Linked DNA regions of Mus musculus: regions 1 and 3 are each linked to region 2. The links are chromatin contacts, called in public Hi-C maps. All regions are on one chromosome and are shown on one strand. The core of a region is the stretch at or near the end of the contact, and the rest is flanking DNA. Distances in the headings are between cores, read along the strand shown. Region 1 overlaps A730004F24Rik (RIKEN cDNA A730004F24 gene). Region 2 has its middle 99 kb from the start of Gm35201. Region 3 overlaps Rrp15 (ribosomal RNA processing 15 homolog (S. cerevisiae)).

What was found. A called contact is a pair of places that touch in the nucleus more often than the background predicts.
Region 1: a Hi-C map of embryonic stem cells shows a contact between it and region 2, with 1.6 times the contacts expected there. The contact joins two enhancer-like sites. A contact is called at or near these places in 1 of 15 datasets of contacts at CTCF or cohesin (the NIH/3T3 cell line) and 5 of 484 Hi-C or Micro-C datasets (the HL-1 cell line, embryonic stem cells and liver).
Region 3: a contact with region 2 is called in a Hi-C map of embryonic stem cells, with 2.4 times the contacts expected there. The contact joins two enhancer-like sites. A contact is called at or near these places in 6 of 39 promoter capture datasets (3T3-L1-derived adipocytes, the C10 cell line, frontonasal cranial neural crest and 2 more), 39 of 484 Hi-C or Micro-C datasets (the C2C12 cell line, the HL-1 cell line, MC3T3-E1-derived osteoblasts and 18 more), 2 of 115 datasets of contacts at active chromatin or transcription factors (embryonic stem cells and kidney) and 1 of 9 other capture datasets (embryonic stem cells).

What each region holds. Positions count from the first base shown.
Region 1 is chr1:186,509,196-186,512,634 of GRCm38.p6, reverse strand. It overlaps A730004F24Rik (RIKEN cDNA A730004F24 gene), which reads left to right. Exons shown (of 2, transcript NR_131158.1): 2 at 1-797. Among named protein-coding and RNA genes, the nearest start is that of Gm35426, 24 kb to the right of the region's middle. Within about 2 kb of position 1,919, at least 6 of the 459 cell types and tissues checked have an H3K27ac peak or open chromatin away from gene starts, as enhancers often do. A contact at or near this core is called in embryonic stem cells, where this site is marked.
Region 2 is chr1:186,234,616-186,238,471 of GRCm38.p6, reverse strand. No RefSeq gene overlaps it. Among named protein-coding and RNA genes, the nearest start is that of Gm35201, 99 kb to the right of the region's middle. Within about 2 kb of position 1,526, at least 10 of the 459 cell types and tissues checked have an H3K27ac peak or open chromatin away from gene starts, as enhancers often do. A contact at or near this core is called in embryonic stem cells, where this site is marked.
Region 3 is chr1:186,726,595-186,730,300 of GRCm38.p6, reverse strand. All of the region lies in intron 4 of Rrp15 (ribosomal RNA processing 15 homolog (S. cerevisiae)), which reads left to right. Among named protein-coding and RNA genes, the nearest start is that of A430105J06Rik, 20 kb to the left of the region's middle. Within about 2 kb of position 1,355, at least 13 of the 459 cell types and tissues checked have an H3K27ac peak or open chromatin away from gene starts, as enhancers often do. A contact at or near this core is called in embryonic stem cells, where this site is marked.

The sequences.
Region 1 (3,439 bases), core at 670-3,169, 270 kb before region 2:
TTCCTCAGATATTTTTTGTACTTGTAAAGAAACTTCATATTTATAGTAGAAACCAATAGAAGTTCATTACTTGGGTGACTTGGGTAGGCAATTATACTAAAACGTTAGCTTGTTATCTATAATCTAGATCATAGCGGATGCTGAGACAATATTATATCCACATATTAACAAATGATACAATCTAGAATCACCCAAGAAGAGGGTCTCAATGAGAGATTTTGCCCAGGTGTCCTGTGACCATGTATGTGGGGATTCAACTTGATTACATTAATTGAAGTTGGAAGGTTTTCTTATCGTGGGTTCTAGACTAAGCTTTTGCATGAGGATTTGAGCAAGAAGAAGAGTTCCAAGAAGAGATGTGTATTCCTAATTTTTTTGAATGCTTGGACAACATGGAGAAGTCACACCAGGCTCATGAAGAACTCGATTTTCTGGGCATGGGTCATGGACAGCGGTGTAAGAGTAGAGAAAGCAATGAGTGCAGGTTTGCCCACTTTTATTTCCCCTCAGCTCTGGATTAGCTATGTCTACTGAGCAAATATGTAATGATGTGGCTGGCTGCTTTAAATTCCTGCCTAGACTCTCCCCTGTGATGGACTGTCACCTGAAACTGTGAGGCCAACCAAGACTTTCTTTCTCAAAGTTGGTTTTGTTAGAGTACTTTAGCAATGCTATCTGGAAATGAAATGAAAACAACTACTATGTAAGATATTAGTAATGTCAATTAACCATTACAAAAGCTTTGAAATTGTCACTATCATTATGCTCATTTTAAAAGTAAACCCATATCCATGACTTAGATTTTCTCAATTAGAAATCTGCTTTTCAGTTAACTAGGATTCCTCTTCCCAATGTCCTCTGCACTTAAGACACTCGAGTTGCTTGCACTTCTGTGATGGAATGCCCAATAGTAGCAACTTACAGGAAGATTGATTGTCTCAAACTTTGGAGGATTCAGTTCATCTTGGTGGGGAAGCCACGATAGGGCAGTTTAGTATACATCTTGGATGGCTGGGAAGCAGTGTGAGAAGTGGCCACTCCCAGGAACCCACCTTCACTGACTAACCTCCTCTGACTAGATACGGAAAATCAAAGTTTCTTGACCATCTCAAATACCACCACCAGCCAAGAATTAAGTGTCAAAACCATGAGTCTATAGTGGACATTTCAGGTTCAAGCCATTACAGTGTGGTGGGGCTGGGCTTTGGTCAATGGATGTAGCTGGAAGGATTGGGTGGCAGTTTCAGAGAACTTGACCTAAATAATATTCCTGCTCTACTTCACTTTTAATTACACCAACTCTCACTCTTATCTCCACCGCAACCCCCTCTAAGATCCCAGAAACGGAGATTTGAATCCTAAGGCTCTAGAGACCATGTTGAATCTTGAGGAAGAGGCTCAGCCCTTAGGGCTGCAAAGTTATCCTTGAGACCACCATAAAGCCAAGTATTTAAGCTATTCCCTTAAACAGCACACATTCATATGACAGAGCCATAAAGCTTTCTAGTGTGTAACATGGACCCAATGTTAACAATAGGAGGATATTGTCTAAAAGCACATCAATATTAAATGAAACATCTCAGTTTTCCCATCTGGAGCGGCCCAAGCCCATCACCACTGTGTCAGACTAACCTCAGGGGAAAAGAGCTCTTTTCTCTACAGCACTGGGTGTTTAAGGTAGATGTGCTTGGTCCTTGGAGACAGTGGGCATCCTTTCCAGTTAGTCTGTTCTAATTATGTTTGACTAGGGCAAGTAATGAATTGGTTCTAGACAAGCACATGCAAATGGATGTCAGTCAGAAGGAAGAACTCATGAAGGTCGGTTCAACCTTCATTTTCATTCTTCTAATGCCTGCACAAAGTGGACTAGGAATACCAAAGCTCTTGAAGATTTGCATGAAAATGATCTCCAGCTGCCCTGGCCATTTGTGTGAAGGAAGTGCCCTTGAAGGCCTTGCTATGCGGCTGTGTCTATGTCTATGCAGGAAGCTGCATTGCTGGGGGCTGCATATGCATTCCATCACCCACACAGTTCAGATGGGGGAATCACATGACAGTTCTTTGGCTATTTAAAGTAAGTGTGAGTCTTAATTATCTTCAGAACACTCCAGTGCTATGCAGAGCACTAATCAATAAGACAATAATTGGGTGCTTTCTCACTGCAGATGATGAAGCATGGAGCCTGGGAGACAACTTGACTTCACATGCTACCACTCCAAGAGAATTAATTAAAAAAAAAAAACCAAACCTATTAGGTTCCTAAGAGCTCATCAGAGATACATGATAGTTATAAATATTGATGGTTTCATGTATGGTCAACAGCCATGCACTATACTGGAAAATATCATTTATATAAAAATAAAAACCAAAAAACAACAACGAAAAAATAAACCAAACCAGGGCTAGAGAGATGTTTCATTGGTAACGGTGAATGCTGCCAATCCAGGGAGAGAGAGGGAGGGGGAGAGAGAGAGAGAGAAAGAGAGAGAGAGAGAGAGAGAGAGAGAGAGAGAGAGAGAGAGAGAGAGAGAGAGAGTAAATCAACTTAAGGGGAAAAAAGAATAAATCAAACCAATAAAACAAAGTAATATCAATCTGTATGAGTAGTTATATCAATAAATAAACCAGACTCCTAGGAAGAAAATTCTCAATTTTCAGAGCTTTATAAAGGTTGATCTGAAACAACACCAAGGTATATTATATTTCTCTGTGGGATGGTGACTATCACAAAGAATTGTGTTTTCTAAATTAATTTTTTTGTTGGTGATATCATTCTTATCAAAGTTATATTACAATTTTATGAATAAAATAACTCCAAGGCACAACTACTAGAAGAACCCGAATGACGTAGTCCTGAGTTTGGAATCACACTCAGTGGTTGAGGGCTTGCTGGGAGTGCATGGGCTTTGATATTGTTGTCATAGGAACAGTAGGTGTGAGGGGTGAGGGGTGGAGCAGAGTGGGGGGTTTCGGGAGGGAGGGTGGCGGTTAGGAAACTAGACAGTCCCAGGAGGCGTTTAAAAATATATATTATGTTTAATTTATGTATGTGGGTGTTGTTTTGTTTGTATGTCTGTCTGTGTACTGCATGCATACCTGATGTCCATAGAGGCCAGAAGGGCCAGAAGAGGGCACCAGATCCCTTGGAACTGGAGTTACAGGTGGTCGTGAGCCACCATATGGATGCTGGAAATTAAACCCGGATCCTCTGGAAGACCAGCAGCAGATGCTCTTAACCTGTGAGCCAGCTCTCCAGCCCTGAGGAGAGCTTTGCTTTCATGGCCCTGAATGACTTAAGCCATGAGTTTAGCATCAAACATCTCTGTGTGTTTGTTTTTGTGTCTGAGTGCCTCTGTGCTATGGCTGCATGTGGTGTCTGTATGTGTGATTACCTCTGTGCTGGGGCCGGTATGTGGAATCAAAAGACAACCTGAGAGTC
Region 2 (3,856 bases), core at 277-2,776:
GGACTCTGCTGCTGGCCATCTCTGCTTCTCATCTTTTGATTGAAATGCATATTTTCCTACCCATCAAGATTTATAGTTCTCCGCCGACAGCTTCCCTGGAACAAGTCTTGCTTTTTAATTTCACAATGCACATATAAGACTGTGGTGTGCCCATAAAGACATTCCCAGATTGTGCCTATAAAAGGCAGTTTTCAGGAGTCAAGAATAGAAATGCAGGACCCAGGATGTGGACTCACAGCGGGACCCCAGCCATCTCCAGCGGAAGGTCAAACCAGTGAAATACACATCGCCAGGTTCTGACAACCATATCATTACAGAAGTTTTGAGAAAAATAGGACTGTCATTGATTGTTATTTTTTTCTTTCTGGCTCACTGGATCCCCTGTATGGCTTCATCCACCAGCTGTGACCCCAAGACATATTTTTCTTCATTTTCCCATAATTGCTAGACCCAGGGACTCTGTGACATTTGCTACACTAAGCAGTGAAGGCTTATGAGGGATTTTAGGAGAAATCTTGCTTTCATAACTCCAAGTCTAACAGTTGGTTTAAATTTCCAAACAATCCCTTTCAAACGGATAGTATCAAAACACATGCAAAAAATAAAAGCCCCAAACAAAGCACAATAAATTATTTCACTGCTAAGGTATTGGATTTCAAAGGGAGACAAGAGTGCACGCAAGGCTATTACAGTGGACTCTACTGGATCTTTGGGAATTGCTGTCAGATATTGATAAAACAGAGAGACTGTAGGAGATCAGATAAAAGAGGAATGATTGCGTTTGGGGGAACGACGTGAGCTACATGGCCAGCAGAGATTTAAGGAGTAAGCTAATAGCAATCCACAGAACAGAGCTGGATCTGGTCCCCCATGTTAACCGCATTACAACCTCTCAGCATCTGTAATTTTTTTTTCATAGTGCATTTTCCTTCTTTCAGAATTTGCAAAATACGTTGTTTAATAGGTTTAGCATGTCAGTCAGTAATTTTGTGCCCAGGCAGTGCAAAGGATTCAAGTTTATTAAAACAAAAAAAAAATGGAGTGGGATTTTGGGAATGCTGTTCTTCTCCTCCTAACCCAGCCAAACGCAGTCATGCTAATTCCAAGTCCAGATATACCATAGACAATGGCAGCCTCTGTGCTTCAGGGCCCATGCCGGAGAGAGCACACACCCTTGTACCCCATCTTTGCTCTCCCACCTTTAGCATCCCTCCACCCCGAAGAGTCATTGTCTACTGCGCCCATTATTCAACAGTCACCAAACAAAATGGCTGGGGAGAAAGGGTTTCCCCATAAATGACTTTCTGAAGGGAACACATCAAGCACGGATTAAAGAACACTCATAGTGAAGCAAAAAAAAAATGGAGAATAAAATTAATAACCCAAGGCCAGTTGTGACAGTAACTTGCAAGTTGAGCAGCGCTTGCCCGTTCTCCATGGTCAAGGTGGCTGAGCACACCTGGGCCTGAGAGATGCTTTGTGATGTCATTTTATGAAGGTAAACTGAACTCCTCCCAGCTATGTAGGTTCCTCTCAATCATGCAGATGTTATTTTGTGACTTAACTCCAGGGGTTGAGCCTGCCCCAGTTGCAAGCTCTCCTTTGTTCCTTTTAGAGTTGTCAGCACTTGCCCCAGTGAAGCAATTAAAACTTCCAAAAAGGAAGACAAAGAAGAAAGGATAGCAGATGTCAGCGTCCTTGTGCTGATGAGGTACCCTTAGCCTGTTAATTAACAGCGCTCATCCTGACCATTTCCTATCTTAGGATCTCCTGCAACAGACTTGTGTCTCGGGTTGGGGCATGAGCGTCTCAATTAGCAGCTGGTTGTTTTTTCATTAGAAGCCTTTTCTATTTCTGTGGGCAATATCAAGTTAAAAAGCAACTCTTAGGTGCAAACCAACCCCACCTAGCTACCCCAACCCCACCTCCATCTCCATCTCCATCTCCACAGCGGCTTGCTGTGCAGTCTTTATGTGGTAGGGGATAAACAGAGTTCACAGGCTTCTCCTCTCAGTTCATTATGTCTGACATCTGTAGCAGCTCTGTGTGTCCTTCCTGTTTATGTGGTCCGCCTTCCAAGGGCTTTAGGACACACCCAGGTCCTCCCAGTTGAGGTTCAAAAGGAATGAAATATATACAGCCTAACTGTATTTTCTTACTGGTGATGGTTTAGGACGTGTGTTAATTTTTAAAATTTACTTGGTCATATATGGTCTTGCGAATTCACTGGAACTAAAAAGAATAGCTGACTGTAGTCATAAATTTTGGGGGGGAATTCACGTCTGTTGGCACTTGTCAACAAATATCCTGGGGACAGATTTTTGAATTAGTTTCAATCTTGATTACAGTCTACACAATGAACAAAACATATTTCCACACAATGGCAAATCGTACTTGAAAATGATGCTGTTTTAGTTTGAAAATGAAAAAAAAAAAGATTTTTTAACAAAAGTTACCCCACTGGTGTTACAGAGGGGACCAAATGGGACTAGAAAGGATTAGGTTCCTCTGTAGGGCAAGTAACATTTTTATCTGGTCGAGTTTAGGTTGCATGATGGCAGGGATCTGAATAAGATGACCCCTGAGTTCAAGTGGCCTGCTGTCCAATGGTGGTTTCTTGTAGCTAGCTCCCCGTGGTTTCTTCCTGGTGTATCTCATCATATCTCAATTCTTAAGGAGAGAATAATCCAGCAGTGTGGTTCAGTGAAGGTTCTCTGAGGTCAGACAGCCTAGCTGCAGTTCTCAACAGATCTTTTGCACCTGTGTGACCCTATGAAGTTGTTCAACCTTCCTAAACCTCAGCTTACTCATTAAAAAAAAGAAATCATAACACTATTAATTCCATCATTATGATTGTGGTCAAACTGAGGTAGTATGAATCACCGATGATATAGCACCAATGGTATAATTAATATTTGACTGATTTTTTTTCTGTTTTTAAAGATTTAAGAAAACCTATAAAGCACTATTGCTGAGCAATCCCTTTCCTTCTACCAGGACATGGCCCATGAGTTTTCTGTGCGCACAAACGGCTCAAGACCTCCCTGCTCCCAGTCAATACAGCACTGTGATTCTTTCAAATGGTGAACCTAGCATCCTCTTCTCTTTCTCCTGTACGCAGCCCCATCATCTGATCTTTCTGTATCTTTATAGGCTTTCTCCTTGCTTTGTTTTTATTTTAATAGCCAGTCCTCGAGTTCAAGTTCTATTATCACAGAACTGTTTTGGTTGTAAATCAAGTTACAAAGAAATGCACTATCAGGGGATTTCTTCTCACTAAATGTATCATCAACCGATACAAACCAAAAGGTTAATTAAATACATGTGCTCAGTCTGTGAAAAAGAAAAAAAGAAAAAAAATCTTTGAATTATAGGATGATTTACAAATTTGGTATTTGGCTCTCGGAATCATGATACCCCAGCTGGTTATTCTTGAGAACACGGTGCAACAGAGATGTGTCTACTTAGAGGGTTTTCAAGTGGGCAGTGGGCATCTCTCCTTGGTTTCTTATGACTAAGTTGTCCGGATGGTTTGAAAGCCAAGATGTGATAGATGAAAGGATTCCACTTTCAAAACCTCCAAGAGATCAGCTCTCTACTATTGCATACAACACAAAACTATCCCAAAACTTAGTGACTCCTCCCTCCATCTGGGCTGGGCTCAGCTGGGAAGGTTTCCTGCTTACATTACGTGGGATCTCTTACAAAGTCTCCTTGGTCCAGAAACTTGATTCAGTAGCTTTACAGGTTACTGTGACTCCGGCAATATCTCCTGGTCACTGTCATCAAGGCAGTCTGTGTGCAGCAGGAAGGAACGTAGGTTCTCAGAGGACAAGAACAGAATTACAAGCTCTCT
Region 3 (3,706 bases), core at 106-2,605, 490 kb before region 2:
CCGAGTCACTAGGTACAGCATAGCTTTACAGCCGTCACTAAGTACAGCATAGCTTTACAGCCGAGTCACCAGGTACAGCATAGCTTTACAGCCGAGTCACTAGGTACAGTATAGCTTTACAGCCGAGTCACCAGGTACAGCATAGCTTTACAGCCGAGTCACTAGGTACAGTATAGCTTTACAGCCGAGTCACCAGGTACAGCATAGCTTTACAGCCGAGTCACCAGGTACAGTATAGCTTTACAGCCGAGTCACCAGGTACAGCATAGCTTTACAGCCGAGTCACCAGGTACAGCATAGCTTTACAGCCAAGTCACTAAGTACAGCATAGCTTTACAGCCGAGTCACCAGGTACAGCATAGCTTTACAGCTGAGTCACTAGGTACAGCGCAGTTCTTGGAGCAGAGGTCCTGAAAGGTCAGAGTGAAGGCAGGCACTTCATGCGCTCATCTGAGGAGACAGCAGCAGCCTCCGCTCAGGGTACTCACTTGTCCTGTGTATACTTAGCTGCTCATTCGGTTATGTGCATTCCATTTCATATTGAGAACGTTGCCCGTGTATTGGGGAGGGTGGTGGTGTCGGCTTTGCGTGTCTGCCTACACACCTGCCTTACTACTTTTTGAGACTAGGTCTCTCTTTGAATCTGGATTTGCCTAAACTGTTTCCCCATAATTCTCTGGAATCATCCATGTGGCTTCTTTCTTAGGCCTTGGACTATAGGTGCCCTGAAATCAGGCTTGTGTGTTAGATGGGGTAGGTGTTGCTAACCAGGAAAGAACCAGATTGTGGAGGGAGATGGAAAGTTGGAATATCTTACCTTTTACTCTGATATGATGAGAAGTATAAACAACGGATTTACAGTAGGGAGACTCACTACGGACAGTTTGACTTTGGGAGGCAGTATGTGCTCCCAGTTGTAATCAGTAATAAGTTAGTCGACAGAACAAGTCAGACTGGGGTGGGGAGGGAAGTGTTTTCTAGTTATAGGAACCTGTAAGGCTGCAGCTTGGGGGAGGTGTGTGTGTGTTTGTGTGTGTGTATATGGTGTCCTAGGGTTTCATTGCTTTAAGCAGATACCATGACTGTGGCACAGCTCTTATAAAGGACATTTAATTGGGGCTGGCTCACAGTTTCAGAGGTTTAATCCATTACCATGGTGGGAAACATGGCAGTGTCCAGGCAGACATAGTGCTAGAGTAGGAGCTGAGAGTTCTACATCTTGATTGGAAAGTAGCAGGAGACTGTCTTCCACCGTGGGTGGAGCTTAAGCATGGGAGACCTTAAAGCCTGCCCCCACAGTGTCACACTTCCTCCAACAAGGCCACACCTACTCTAAAAGGCTACACCTCGTAATAGTGCCACTCCCATGGGCCAAGCATTCAGACACGTGAGTCTATGGGGCCATTCCTATTTGAACTCTGTATGTGGTAAGGCTGCTTGTGGCAGGAGCTGATGGACTCTGGGAGTCTCAGTGAGGCCACTGAATCTTTTGGTGCAAGACAGCTGCATATCGAGTCAGGCAGGATGAAGTGTCTTAGGATGTGTTTCTAGTGAGTAAATTGAAATTTCGTGATCTAGAGATCTGCTTCTCTGTAGGCCTAGGCCTTCCCCAGGACCAGGTCAGTGGTGCCTCACATGGGCACATGTGTGGTGCCCGAGGGGGAGCAGTGAGTGTCTGCGCTTACCGCTGACACGGCTTCACGTGTAAGGATGAGATGGTGGGTTCTTTCACTGCAGATTTAAGGCTGTGAAAATGAGCTAGGTTATTTTATTTAAAAATTGTAAAAAAAAAAGTTTATTCTTAAAAATTGTAATTATTTCTTCTTTTCTCCAAAAGCCAGTTAAACTCCAGCTAGTTTTGTGAAATTCAGCTCTTTCCCCAAGGCAGGCAGGAGTGCATGTGCTGTGTTTTAAATCTGAGTTTCAAAGGAGACTGTCCGTCGCTGTTAGGAAATTGTTGCTGTATGTGACTTCTACTCTTAATTACAGACTTTCTGCAAGATTTTCATTTATTAGTAATTGCACTATGTCAGTTCCAGATTTGCTGCAATTAAGCCACAGTGATAATTTTACAGGGGGTGGGGGGCGAGTTTTAGCACAGGACAGAAATTTCTAGAATCACTGCAACAAATTTCAGTGTACATTTGTATAGAAAAAGTAATTTCTTTTTTTTTGAGACAGGGCTGTTTATTTTTCATGATTTTGTGGTGTGAAGTCTTTGAACGTTGAGCAGAGACAGTGGCCCTGGGGATTGCTTACTGTGGCCCTTAAATGGCAGCCCTGTAGCACAGCCAGGTGTTCAGTGCAGTGTGAGGAAACAGGCTTCCTTGGTGTCTTGCTGCCAGGCCAGGCCTTTTTAGGTACGTTTAAATTGTCCTGTCTAGTGCTTAGACCTGTGCCCCAGAAGAAAGCCCCGAAGGGAGGTCACACGGGTCGGTTTCAGGTGGCCTCAGAATTGTAGGGCATTTCCAGTTGCTCTGGAAGGAGCCTGGGGAGGGCAGAGAAAGGTGCAGTCCTTAGACAGTGCGGACTGGGAAGATATGCAAGTGGAATGTGTGGAGTGCCAGCTTTGTAAACAACAGCTTAATATTTGTTTACTGCAAATACTTTAGTAGTAGAGTTTAGACAAAGCAAGATTCTAAGCTTGAAACCAAGGAACAGGGTCCTCCACTCTACTACGAATGGGAAGAGTTTAAGGGCAGTTCCTCACTGTAGTTAGTCACTTAACACCGTGTAGTTACGGGGTAGGGTACTGAAAACAAAACAAAACAAAAGCCCATCACTGTTTCTTAAAGAAACAAGGTGGTTTTGAAGAATTAATAATGAATGCATGATTTTCATTTATCCATTTTTAAAAAATTATGGTGTCTTTTAAGTTATTGTAAGCCAGAAAGTATGAACTAAGATGCTGATGAGCTGTGTGTCAAACTTGTCTGGCACAGTTAACTCTGAGATGTGGTCCTTGGATGCTCTACTCTAGCACACGAGGTGTGTATGTGGTCAGAAGGTGCCATGTAGTGTAGTGATGCAAGCTTCCCTCGTCAGCGGGGTCATAATCACTTTGCTTTGATGGAGCTCCGTGCCTCCTTCCTAGCAGGCAGGGTGTGGGTTGCCAAGCATACTGGAGAAGGGGCAAGTTTGGTTCACTGCCTTTGGACTTCAGCATGGTTACTGATACCTGCATGAGACAGGAGTGGCTCCGGAGCCTACCTGCCTCCTCTCAGTCCAGGTGACGAGCTAGCATTTGGGGCTGTGCTGCAGTTCCTAACGATGGGAATCGGTGTCTCCCTTTGAGGCACCACCCTCTGGACGCAGAGTTGTCATCCAGTCACTTCCATCCCTGTGAACAAATGTCGCAGATGCGGGACTCTTTAGTCATTTAATGTTTGTAGTCAATTACCTTCACATTTTGAGGCAGTAGGAATACTTGTGACCTGGTCTCTATGCCTTTAGGCATAGCTCTAGATTTTATCGAAGGACTTCATATTCTGGGGCAAGATATTCAGCCTGAACTTTTGCTTCTCTTGCCCCAAAAATCACATACTCCAAGGAGCTCTGATTGGAGCATTCTGTATATTTTTAAGTCTTTTGTTGAATTTAATGTATAGTGGGTTATATTCATATTCTTTGTTTGGATTCAGCTTTGCAAAAAGGTCCTTTCAAACAGGTTCACTCATTAAGACTTTTCAGCAAACTTGTCTCCTTA